Linked DNA regions of Mus musculus: regions 1 and 2 are each linked to region 3. The links are chromatin contacts, called in public HiChIP or PLAC-seq and promoter capture Hi-C maps. All regions are on one chromosome and are shown on one strand. Each heading gives the region's core, a stretch centred on a gene start, on an enhancer-like site or on the middle of the called end of the contact. The rest is flanking DNA. Distances are from core to core; before and after follow the strand shown. Region 1 overlaps Dnmbp (dynamin binding protein). Region 2 overlaps Cwf19l1 (CWF19-like 1, cell cycle control (S. pombe)). Region 3 holds the start of Cpn1 (carboxypeptidase N, polypeptide 1).

What was found. Promoter capture Hi-C pulls out the DNA fragments that hold promoters and counts their contacts. HiChIP or PLAC-seq counts read pairs in DNA pulled down with a chosen protein or histone mark.
Region 1: an H3K4me3 HiChIP or PLAC-seq map of embryonic stem cells shows a contact between it and region 3, with 26 read pairs. The contact joins the enhancer-like site here to the promoter of Cpn1 in region 3. A contact is called at or near these places in 6 of 39 promoter capture datasets (the 3T3-L1 cell line, the C10 cell line, hippocampal neurons and 2 more), 1 of 484 Hi-C or Micro-C datasets (bone marrow-derived macrophages), 3 of 115 datasets of contacts at active chromatin or transcription factors (craniofacial prominence, embryonic stem cells and pancreatic cancer cells) and 3 of 9 other capture datasets (adipose tissue, liver and pancreatic islet).
Region 2: a contact with region 3 is called in a promoter capture Hi-C map of liver. The contact joins the enhancer-like site here to the promoter of Cpn1 in region 3. A contact is called at or near these places in 4 of 39 promoter capture datasets (hippocampal neurons, liver and stem cell-derived epiblast-like cells), 2 of 484 Hi-C or Micro-C datasets (embryonic stem cells and liver), 2 of 115 datasets of contacts at active chromatin or transcription factors (bone marrow-derived macrophages and embryonic stem cells) and 4 of 9 other capture datasets (adipose tissue, embryonic stem cells, liver and 1 more).

What each region holds. Positions count from the first base shown.
Region 1 is chr19:43,850,913-43,854,007 of GRCm38.p6, reverse strand. Dnmbp (dynamin binding protein) reads left to right here. Exons shown (of 16, transcript NM_028029.4): 14 at 1,586-1,784. Among named protein-coding and RNA genes, the nearest start is that of Gm24400, 4.9 kb to the left of the region's middle. Within about 2 kb of position 1,832, at least 40 of the 459 cell types and tissues checked have an H3K27ac peak or open chromatin away from gene starts, as enhancers often do. A contact at or near this core is called in bone marrow-derived macrophages and embryonic stem cells, where this site is marked.
Region 2 is chr19:44,127,345-44,130,192 of GRCm38.p6, reverse strand. Cwf19l1 (CWF19-like 1, cell cycle control (S. pombe)) reads left to right here. Exons shown (of 14, transcript NM_001081077.1): 5 at 781-995; 6 at 2,709-2,827. Among named protein-coding and RNA genes, the nearest start is that of Gm52383, 6.8 kb to the right of the region's middle. Within about 2 kb of position 1,507, at least 7 of the 459 cell types and tissues checked have an H3K27ac peak or open chromatin away from gene starts, as enhancers often do. A contact at or near this core is called in liver, where this site is marked.
Region 3 is chr19:43,984,955-43,987,938 of GRCm38.p6, reverse strand. Cpn1 (carboxypeptidase N, polypeptide 1) reads left to right here and starts at 1,419. Exons shown (of 9, transcript NM_030703.2): 1 at 1,419-1,873. The coding sequence starts at 1,651.

The DNA of each region.
Region 1 (3,095 bases), core at 583-3,082, 130 kb after region 3:
AACCGAGTTAAGGTGTGGAGCTGCCCAGCACGTGAGCACCATGCAGGTAGACATATTTAATATTGAACAGCTGCTGTGCTTCTGCACATGAGCAGTGTGTGGGAGTCTTGACTTCATAACCAAGGGAGAACCTGAGGCTATTGGTCGGGCCTGTTCCATCTCGGGCATCACTGAGGCGGTTGCTGGTACCCAGCTGGGACCACCTGGAGATTTGGAGTTTGATGCCTCCTGAATCCTTCTTGGATCTTAGTGAAGCACTTGTACACTGATAAGTTAATTAAGGGAAATGAGTCAGGTCTGGTTTTGATCTTGTATTAGGCTAACACAGCCAAACCTTTAATGACTTCTTTGCCTGGAGTAGCATTGTGGTTTTTGGGATTTTTTTGTTTGTTTGTTTGTTTTGTTTTTTTAACACAGGTCTTTCATATTTTAAAATTTGCAGTAAGATACATCAGATCCTGTGGGCTTCTAGACAAGAAGGACGGGTCACCCTCCCTATATTGGCATTTGCTCCATAAAATCCCATGAGCATTTGTTTACAAGGGAGAATTGGATTTACTATTGCCTTTAGTTTTTCATTTTAAAGATTTTTATTTTAGATTATATGTGTAGGTACCTGTGGAATCCAGAAGAGGGCGTTGGATGCTCTGGGGCTCCAGACACTGATGGTCGTGAGGTGTCTAAAATGGGTTCTCTGGTCCTCTGCAAGAGCAGAGAGCATCCTTGACCCCTGAACCATCTCTCCAGCTCCTCCCTTTAATTTAACTCTCATTATTTAGGTCTATATAACAATAATATAAGACCTAGTGATATGCTTGGTATTTAGAATTTTTTGTTTTCATTTTAAATTTTATTTTAGGGGCTGGAGAGATGGCTCTCCAGAGGTTAAGAGCCCTGACTGCTCTTCCAGAGGTCCTGAGTTCAAATCCCAGAAACCACAGGGTGGCTCACAACCATCTGTAATGGGATCTGGTGCCCTCTTCTGGCCTGCAGGCATACGTGCAGGCAGACCACTATAACATAATATATAAATAATCTTGTTTTAAAATGTTTTTGGGTCAGGCGTGGTGGCACACGCTTTTAATCCCAGCACTTGGGAGGCAGAGGCAGGCGGATTTCTGAGTTTGAGGCCAGCCTGGTCTACAAAGTGAGTTCCAGGACAGCCAGGGCTATACAGAGAAACCGTGTCTCGAAAAACCAAAAAAAAAAAAAAAAGTTTTTAGGTTTTTGTTTTTTGGTTTTTTGGGTTTTTTTTTTTTGGTACTAGCAATTGAACCCAAGGCCTTACACATGTAAAAAATATGCTCTGCCTCTGGGCTACAGCACCTCCCCAGCCTCAGAACTTTGGTTGTATTTTAATCCTATTTTTGTTTTGTTGTTCTTGTTGTTGCATAAAGTAAGGGTGTTAGCTTGCCTCAGAGCCATTAAAACATTGCAGTGTGCTTTTTACCTAACACAGCCAGACTCGATTATAAAAATGTGGCTCAGGGTTGGTGCCTCCCTCCTGCCGTGGCAGGCTGAGATTAACCATAGCTGCCAGGGTGCCAGCGTGAGTTTTCTCATTGGCCCTGTTCTACCTTTTCAGCCAAGCTACATGCTGCAGTCGGAAGAGCTGCGGAGCTCCCTGCTGGCGAGGTACCCGCCGGAAAAGCTCTTCCACGTCCAGCGGAACTTCAACGCTGCGCAGGACTTGGATGTCTCCCTTTTGGAAGGCGACCTGGTGGGCGTGATCAAAAAGAAAGACCCCATGGGCAGCCAGAACCGCTGGCTCGTGGACAACGGAGGTGAGCCTTTGACTAGGGGGAAGTAACTATAGAGTTGACCTGATTTCTACAGTGGGCGGAGCCCGGGTTGAGCCGGAAGCTGCCTGCTAAAGATTACTGTTGTTTTGATGACTTTCAGAGACAGTTGCTTTAATTATTTATCCTGAAGATGTCGCTGTGTTTGCCTTCTGTGTGTAAACTGTAAAGTGTATGTGATATAAAGCCTGTGGTTTTGTCAGCTTCCCCTGCAGCAGTGTCCATGGCTGTTCAGAGAGTGACTCAAAATCAAACAGCTCGTAGCTTTCTTTTTTTGAAGGAGGATTCTGGACTTCAGTGTAACCCATTTCCCCAGAATTCTAAAATGCAGCAAGCTGAGAAGAACAGGGCTTTTTCAGAACCTTCTTATCAAAACCTGAACTGAGTAACAAGAAAGAATTTGTAATCATAACTTGCCTTATGAAATGAATGCGTATTTGACATATACATATCCTCAAATCAAAAAAGTATGAGTTCCAAAGACCGTGATGGCCCAAGTATTCTGGGGACCTAGGCCAATTTTAGCATTTGCTCTTTAAACGCATCTTTATGAGGTGGCTCCGTTGATCATGTTTTACCAGGTTGCAGTTAGAATTCAGACCCAGAATCCATGTAAAAGATCAGAGGATGTACCTCTTATTGCATCCAAAGACAGCCTCTCATGACGGGGACCCAGGAGGGTCCCTGACTCTAGAAAGCTAGAATCCTTCATGAGCAGGGTCCTGGGACCAAAACAAAGACAAAGTTGGATGAGACTAAAATAATCCCAGCATTTAATGAAAAGGAGGAGTCAGGTCCTGCGGCTTCTCTTTCTTAAGACAAGAAACACTGTGTGTTTGAAATGTGCGGTCAAGAGCCCTCTGTCACCATCAGGCAATTTGTTGAAGCGAGCACGTGCTGGACACGGCTGTGTGCTTGTGCCAGTGTGCCCTGACCCTGAGACGGTTCTGACGTGTGGAGGGGGGAATGAATGCAGGTGGCCTTTCTGAGGGGCTCTGCACAGGGACGGCCTTGCAGTCCACCTTTGCCAGACATGGTGTATTTGAACTTAAGCCCACCGGAGTCTTCTCTCAGTTTAGTGATGCTCTGGAGATTCTGCCACATTGTCTTCTGTGCCACTGCCAAATTCAGCAAGGCTAGCCTTGAACTTGCAATAATCCTAGTCTCCTGCGTGCTGACGTTACACCACTAACTGCATGGTTTTTTATTTTGTCTGTTTTGGTTTTTTTTTTTTTTTTTTTTTTTTTTTTTGGTTTTTTGAGATAGGGTTTCTCTGTGTAGCCCTGGCTGTCCTGG
Region 2 (2,848 bases), core at 258-2,757, 140 kb before region 3:
ATCGCCTGGAACTGGAATTGCAGACTTTTGTGAGCTGCCATGTTGGTTCTGCACCCAGATCCTCTGAAGGAGCAGCCAGTGCTCTCTCTTAATGCCTGGGCCTTCTCTCTGTCCTCTGCCTATTTATTTTTAGCTACAGTTGTGAGACAGACATTTTGAAATCTGAACATGGGTCCGGCTTGTCACAATCCTCAGTGTGTATTTTCAGTGTGTGTTAAGAACACTACTGTATTTGTCAGCCATTTTATTTGGTGAATTCCACTCAGTTCCTTCTTTCAGGCAGTGGTCCTGTTGGACCTGTGATGGCCTGAGGCACTGCAGCTGAATAGAATTTGATTGTTCTTTCTAGAGTAGATCGACTACTATAGATCCTGGGGAGTTGGTAACATCTACAACCATGAAAAATAAAGCTGAGAAGAGAATCAAGCTGTCAAGGGGGTAGAGTGAGGGGAAGCCAGGAGGTGACAGTACTGTGGTGACAGGCTGGCATGGGTGGGGAGCGGGGGAAACAGGCACTCTAGGGCGTAGACACCAGGTTCATAGAATCTGAGTGCAGGGTAAGAGGCCACTGCACTCCGGTCAGTGACCAGCAGCCACCACAGAAGAGCTCTTCAAACTTAGGGAACATGGCAGCCAGAGTGTAGCTTACTCTGAGTAAGTCACACTTACTCAGATGAGTGGAAAGGCAGAGAGCCAGGAGATGGAGCCTTGGGAAGGAGGAAGTGCCACATTTCCTCCTGCAGCTTTGTCTAAAACTCATTCATTTTTCTTTGAATCCAGGTCGGAAAGGTGTCTTCACTGGAAGCTCGGGGCTACAGATTGTATACCTCAGTGGGACCGAGTCCTTAGATGAACCAGTCCCAGCCCACAGCTTTAGTCCCAAGGATGTGTCTTCTCTGAGAACAATGCTGTGCTCGGCTTCCCAGTTTAAAGGTGTTGATATCTTACTCACGTCCCCGTGGCCCAAGTACGTGGGGAGCTTTGGGAATTCCTCTGTGAGTAGTGCTTGTTCAGTTGCAATTTTAAAGCAAATTATACTGGCTTAAGTTGGGGTTTAAAGTTTTTCTCTCTATTTTGAATATGTTAACTCTTAGTACCTTTTACTAGAAACATTTTGTGAAAAAAATTCAAGATTCTGTAATGTACATCTACTGACAAAAACAGTTGATCTCATAAAAATATAATTTGCAGATAAGATTGTGGAATCTTAATTATAAGCAAATGGTTCCTGGAATTACGTTCTCTACCAGTATTCTCCCTTAGCCTTCTTTGTATATTTTGTAAGTTTATTAATTCCCAGTGGAGAGATCTATAGCTATTGGCATCCCTCCAGTTGCATTATTTCCCCTTCCGTTCCAGAATATTGGGTTTGGCTATCACAGTATATTTCAAAATCAGGTCATTGTGAAATTGAGTCCAATAGTGTAAATATTTACAGATAGGGAACAAGGTGCTGAGCCTGAATTTCTGTTATGGACACAAATCTGGAATGCCCTGGAGGCCACCCCTGTATTTTTATTAATAGTCCTGAGAAGGGGCAGTTACTGTAAACTATGACATAACAATGCCTAAGAAGACCTTGGGAAGGTTGTGTAAGGGTAGAAAGCATCAGCTGAGCCTCAGTGGAGGGGAATGTAAGACTGAATCTGGGAATAAACCCTCACAACTGGATCCCGAATTCAGTGCTGTCCCAGAGCGACCTGTGTGTAGACCCGTCCTCCCTGACTCAGCACTAAGTGTCTGTGATCATAAAAGTCAGCAGGATGCCAGTGTCATCAGGGAGAGTGTTTGACAACCAAGAGCCTAGTTTCCTTACCAGCTGTGGTTCCTTCCCTTCTAGAAAGGGTGCCCCTCATTCTGGGAGAGCAAAAGCCAGCATAGGGCAGTAGGGGGGGAGACTTTGGTCAGAGTTTGTAAACAGCCATATAAGATTTTTATGAGGAAGAAAGCAATATACTTGGCTATCTTTGTGATACTACAACCAAGTTCAAGGTCAGTCACCTTTCTTTAGCAAACATAAGGTGAGAGCTAGGAGTATTCTGTGAGCAAATCTACCATGACAATATTTTACTTGCAAGCTTCTGTTTGTTTTGTTTTGTTTGAGGCAGGGTCTCTATATAGCCCTGGCTGTCCTGGAACTTGCCATATAGACCAGGATGTCCTTGAATTTATAAAGATCTGCCTGCGTCGGCCTCCAGCCTCCCGGGTGCTGGGTTAAAGCACCGGTAAGCTCTCCAGCATCGGTGTGGCTGTGCCATTTCCTTGTCTGAACAGCAGGACAGCTTGTGTGGTTCTGAGGCCCTTGACTGTTCGCTGGAGCCTGGGTGCTCTAAGTGTTAGTGTTTACTTTCTGCATTGACCACAGCTTACTCTGTGTGATACACGTGCACTATAAATCGTATTATGCAGATGTAGTTTGTAGTTTGTAGTTTATAGAGACCTCTTTTCAAAAGAAGTCTTAAAGTTTGTTTTAGAGGTTACTATGAAGGGATTGCCTTACCTTGTACCCTCTGGTTTCCAACAGTTGTGTCATTTCTGTAATTATAATATTCCAGTGTTCTTACATGTTTGATTGCCTAGGTATGCAGTTCACTGCAAATTCACATCTGTGTGTAAATTTGAAAGATATATCAAAACGTGTTTTTTGTTTCTTTACATTTCTTTATAATTCCTGAATCTGTGTCAATAACCAAGTTCCCATTTACTAGGGAGAAGTAGACACCAAAAACTGTGGCTCAGCTTTGATCTCCAGCCTCGCCGTGAGCTTGAAACCGAGGTATCATTTTGCTGCTTTGGAAAAGTCGTATTATGAGAGGCTTCCGTACCGGTGAGCAGCATCTCCAGGGGT
Region 3 (2,984 bases), core at 170-2,669:
TTCCTTTCTTAAAAGCAACAATGTTTTATTCTTTATGACTGAATAATATTCCACTGTGTGTATGTATATCACATTTTATCCACCCACCCATTGCTGAGAGCCTAGGCTAACTCCAGGACATGCCTATGGTGAACAGAGCCACAAACTTAGATATAAAGGTTTCACTGAGCTGTGCTGAAACTCTTTGGGAATACATCTAAGAGTGTGATATCTGGGTCATATGGCAGTCCTATTTTTAATTAAAACAGCAACAACACGTCCTTGCGTCCATAAAGGCTGGGGATTAATTTACATTTCTCTGTGTCATCACCAGCATTTGCTGACGTTAGTCATTCTGGCTGGTGTGAGACTGACTTCCAATCTTGTTTTCATTTGTATTTTCCTGACTATTAAAGATGTTATCCATCTGGATTTAAAAGGCAGCGATTCGGCTCCTTTACTCGTTGGTTGGATTGTTTGATCTTTTGCTTTGTTTTGCTGTTGCTGTTGTTTAAATGCAATGGGTACAGGTATTTTGGGCCCATGCTTGCCTGTTTATCGTGTGTGTGATTGGTGCCTGTGGAGGCCAGAGGGGGCTGTCAGGTCCCCTGGAACTGGAGTTACAGGCAGTTGTGAAGCTGCCATGTGAGTGTAGAACTGGGTCCTCTGGAAAGCAGCCTTTGCTTTTAAACTGCGAAACCGTCTCTCTAGCTCCTATTTAGTTTTGTTTGTTTGTTTGTTTGTTTGTTTGTTTGTGTTTTGAGACAAGGTATAATCAGTTAGCCCTGGCTGGCCTGGAAGACCAGGCTGGCTTCAAACTTACAACAATCCTCCAGCCTCTTTGTGCTAGAATTATAATTGGGTGCCAGTGCATTCCACCTGGGATTTAATTTTTCGAGCTCTTTAAATTCTGGGTACTAATTCTCTATTGGATCCATACCTGGCAGGCATTTTCTCCTGCTCTGTAGGCTCTGCTCTGCAGAAACTAAAACATTTCTACAGTCACAACTGCAGAATCTCATTCTAATTTCCTGAGCTAGCGGAGTGCTACTCAGAAACCCATTTTCTTATGCCGGTGCTGAAATAGGATCATCTTCCTACCATTTGTTACAAAGTATTTATCATTGACAGATACATTATCAACTATGAGATTTCTAATTGTTTGCTCCGAGCAGGTGCCTCATTTCCTCAATTTGTTTGCTTTACCATTAAGATCTTTGAGCCAGGAAGACAAGACAGAGTCGTGCTTCAGAACGAGGTGGGGACGGGTTAAAGGGAGCGGGGCAGATCCTTTGTAAGTTGTAACTAGCACATGCCAACTCTCTTAAAAGCCCCTGGGAATCAAAGGGTTAGAAGCAGCTGTTTCTTGAGGCCTGTTTACCGTCCAGTTAATCAGTAAGCCAGAATCAATGAGCCTCTCAAAGTGGGGATGCGCCGAATCCTTCCAAAAGGGCTTCCAGATTTAGGAGGAGGAAGAGAAATGAGCCCGGAGGGTATTGTGGCTATCCTGGGGCCACAGGAATAATTCCCAGCATAGCAGAGGCGGGTCCCCAGTCTCCTGCAGGTGCGGCGAGTGCAAGGCTGGTTACTCTGTGCTCTGGATCCAGACTGGCAAAGGATTGCTTAGAGAGCGGGAGGGCACATTTCAGAGCCCCTTAGAAGCTCCGCGAGATGCCAGACCTGCCCTCAGCCTTCCTGCCCCTCCTCCTCCTCTCCAAGTTTGTTACCCCGGTGACCTTTCGTCACCACCGCTACGACGACCTCGTGCGGACGCTGTACAAGGTGCACAACCAATGCCCGGACATCACGCGGCTCTACAACATCGGGCGCAGTGTGAAGGGGAGGTACCTCTACGTGCTGGAGTTTAGCGACTACCCTGGGATCCATGAACCCTGTAAGTCTTGAGTGTTTTGGGGGCGTGTTGGGCAAAGAACTCCCTTCCTCTACAAATCCAGATAGAGTGTTCACTGCCCCAGTGGAGAACTCCATGTACAATGTATTTACCTCTTCCTCCACCCAAGAAGAAGGCAGGTGGCCCCACTTGGTTCTCAAGCTCCCCTAGGCCCCGGGGAGCTGCGACCCCAGTTCAGGCTCCAACACATTCCTCTTTTCTGAGTTCTGTTTGCTCAGAACTCCATGGGTAAAGCCCGTCTTCCTCCTGTTCCCGGCCCCCTCTCCTCCTCCCCCCCCCGCCCCCCCCCCATCTTTTTCTCTCACTCCCTCTACCAAGACCCAAAGACTTGGGATCAGGGCAGAAATGGTTGTCCTCCTAGTTCTCCTGGGAGATCAGGTGCGTCCTTTCCAGGAACCATATTGATCCAGCATGATGTGCTAGAGAGATTTTGGGGGTTGGGATATTAGCTTGCTGCTTTATTGTTAGTCTGCTTCTGTTATCAAAGCAATCTGTGTTTGCTTCAAAAATTAGTTCATGACCAGCCTGGAAACATTTAAAAAAGAAAACAAACAAACAAAAAAAGCCAAAAGCAACTCACCAGCTGAAACAAACAAACAAACAAACTAGAAACCAGAAGAGGCAAAACTAAGAAAACGAAGAGGGACCCCAGCACTCACTGATACCTAGTATTTACATAGACTGGCATCTCTCTTCTCAGACACATGATGCAATCCTACATCTCAAATACAAAATGGGAAAATGTCCCCCGCTTTTCTCAGTTCTTCATCTGTGTCGTCAACACAGCTTGACGGCACCATTCTTGGTTGTGTAGTGTGCTAGTCCCTTGTTTTCGTTAGCTGTTTACATTTCGATGAACACTGACACTCTTGTTGTTTTGTTTACAATGGTGACATCTCAGTTAAGTCACATGACTTATTTCAGAGGGTCAACAGCAAATCTCTTTCCCTCCCGTATCCCAACTCCACTCCATTTCCCATTATACTCCGCCTTAAATCAATGCACGGAAGCTCCCATGCTAAAGTTGCCACTGTCTAAACCCACCTAGTCCCAACTTGCCCAGGAGAGGCCAAAATCATTTCTCTCGCTACTA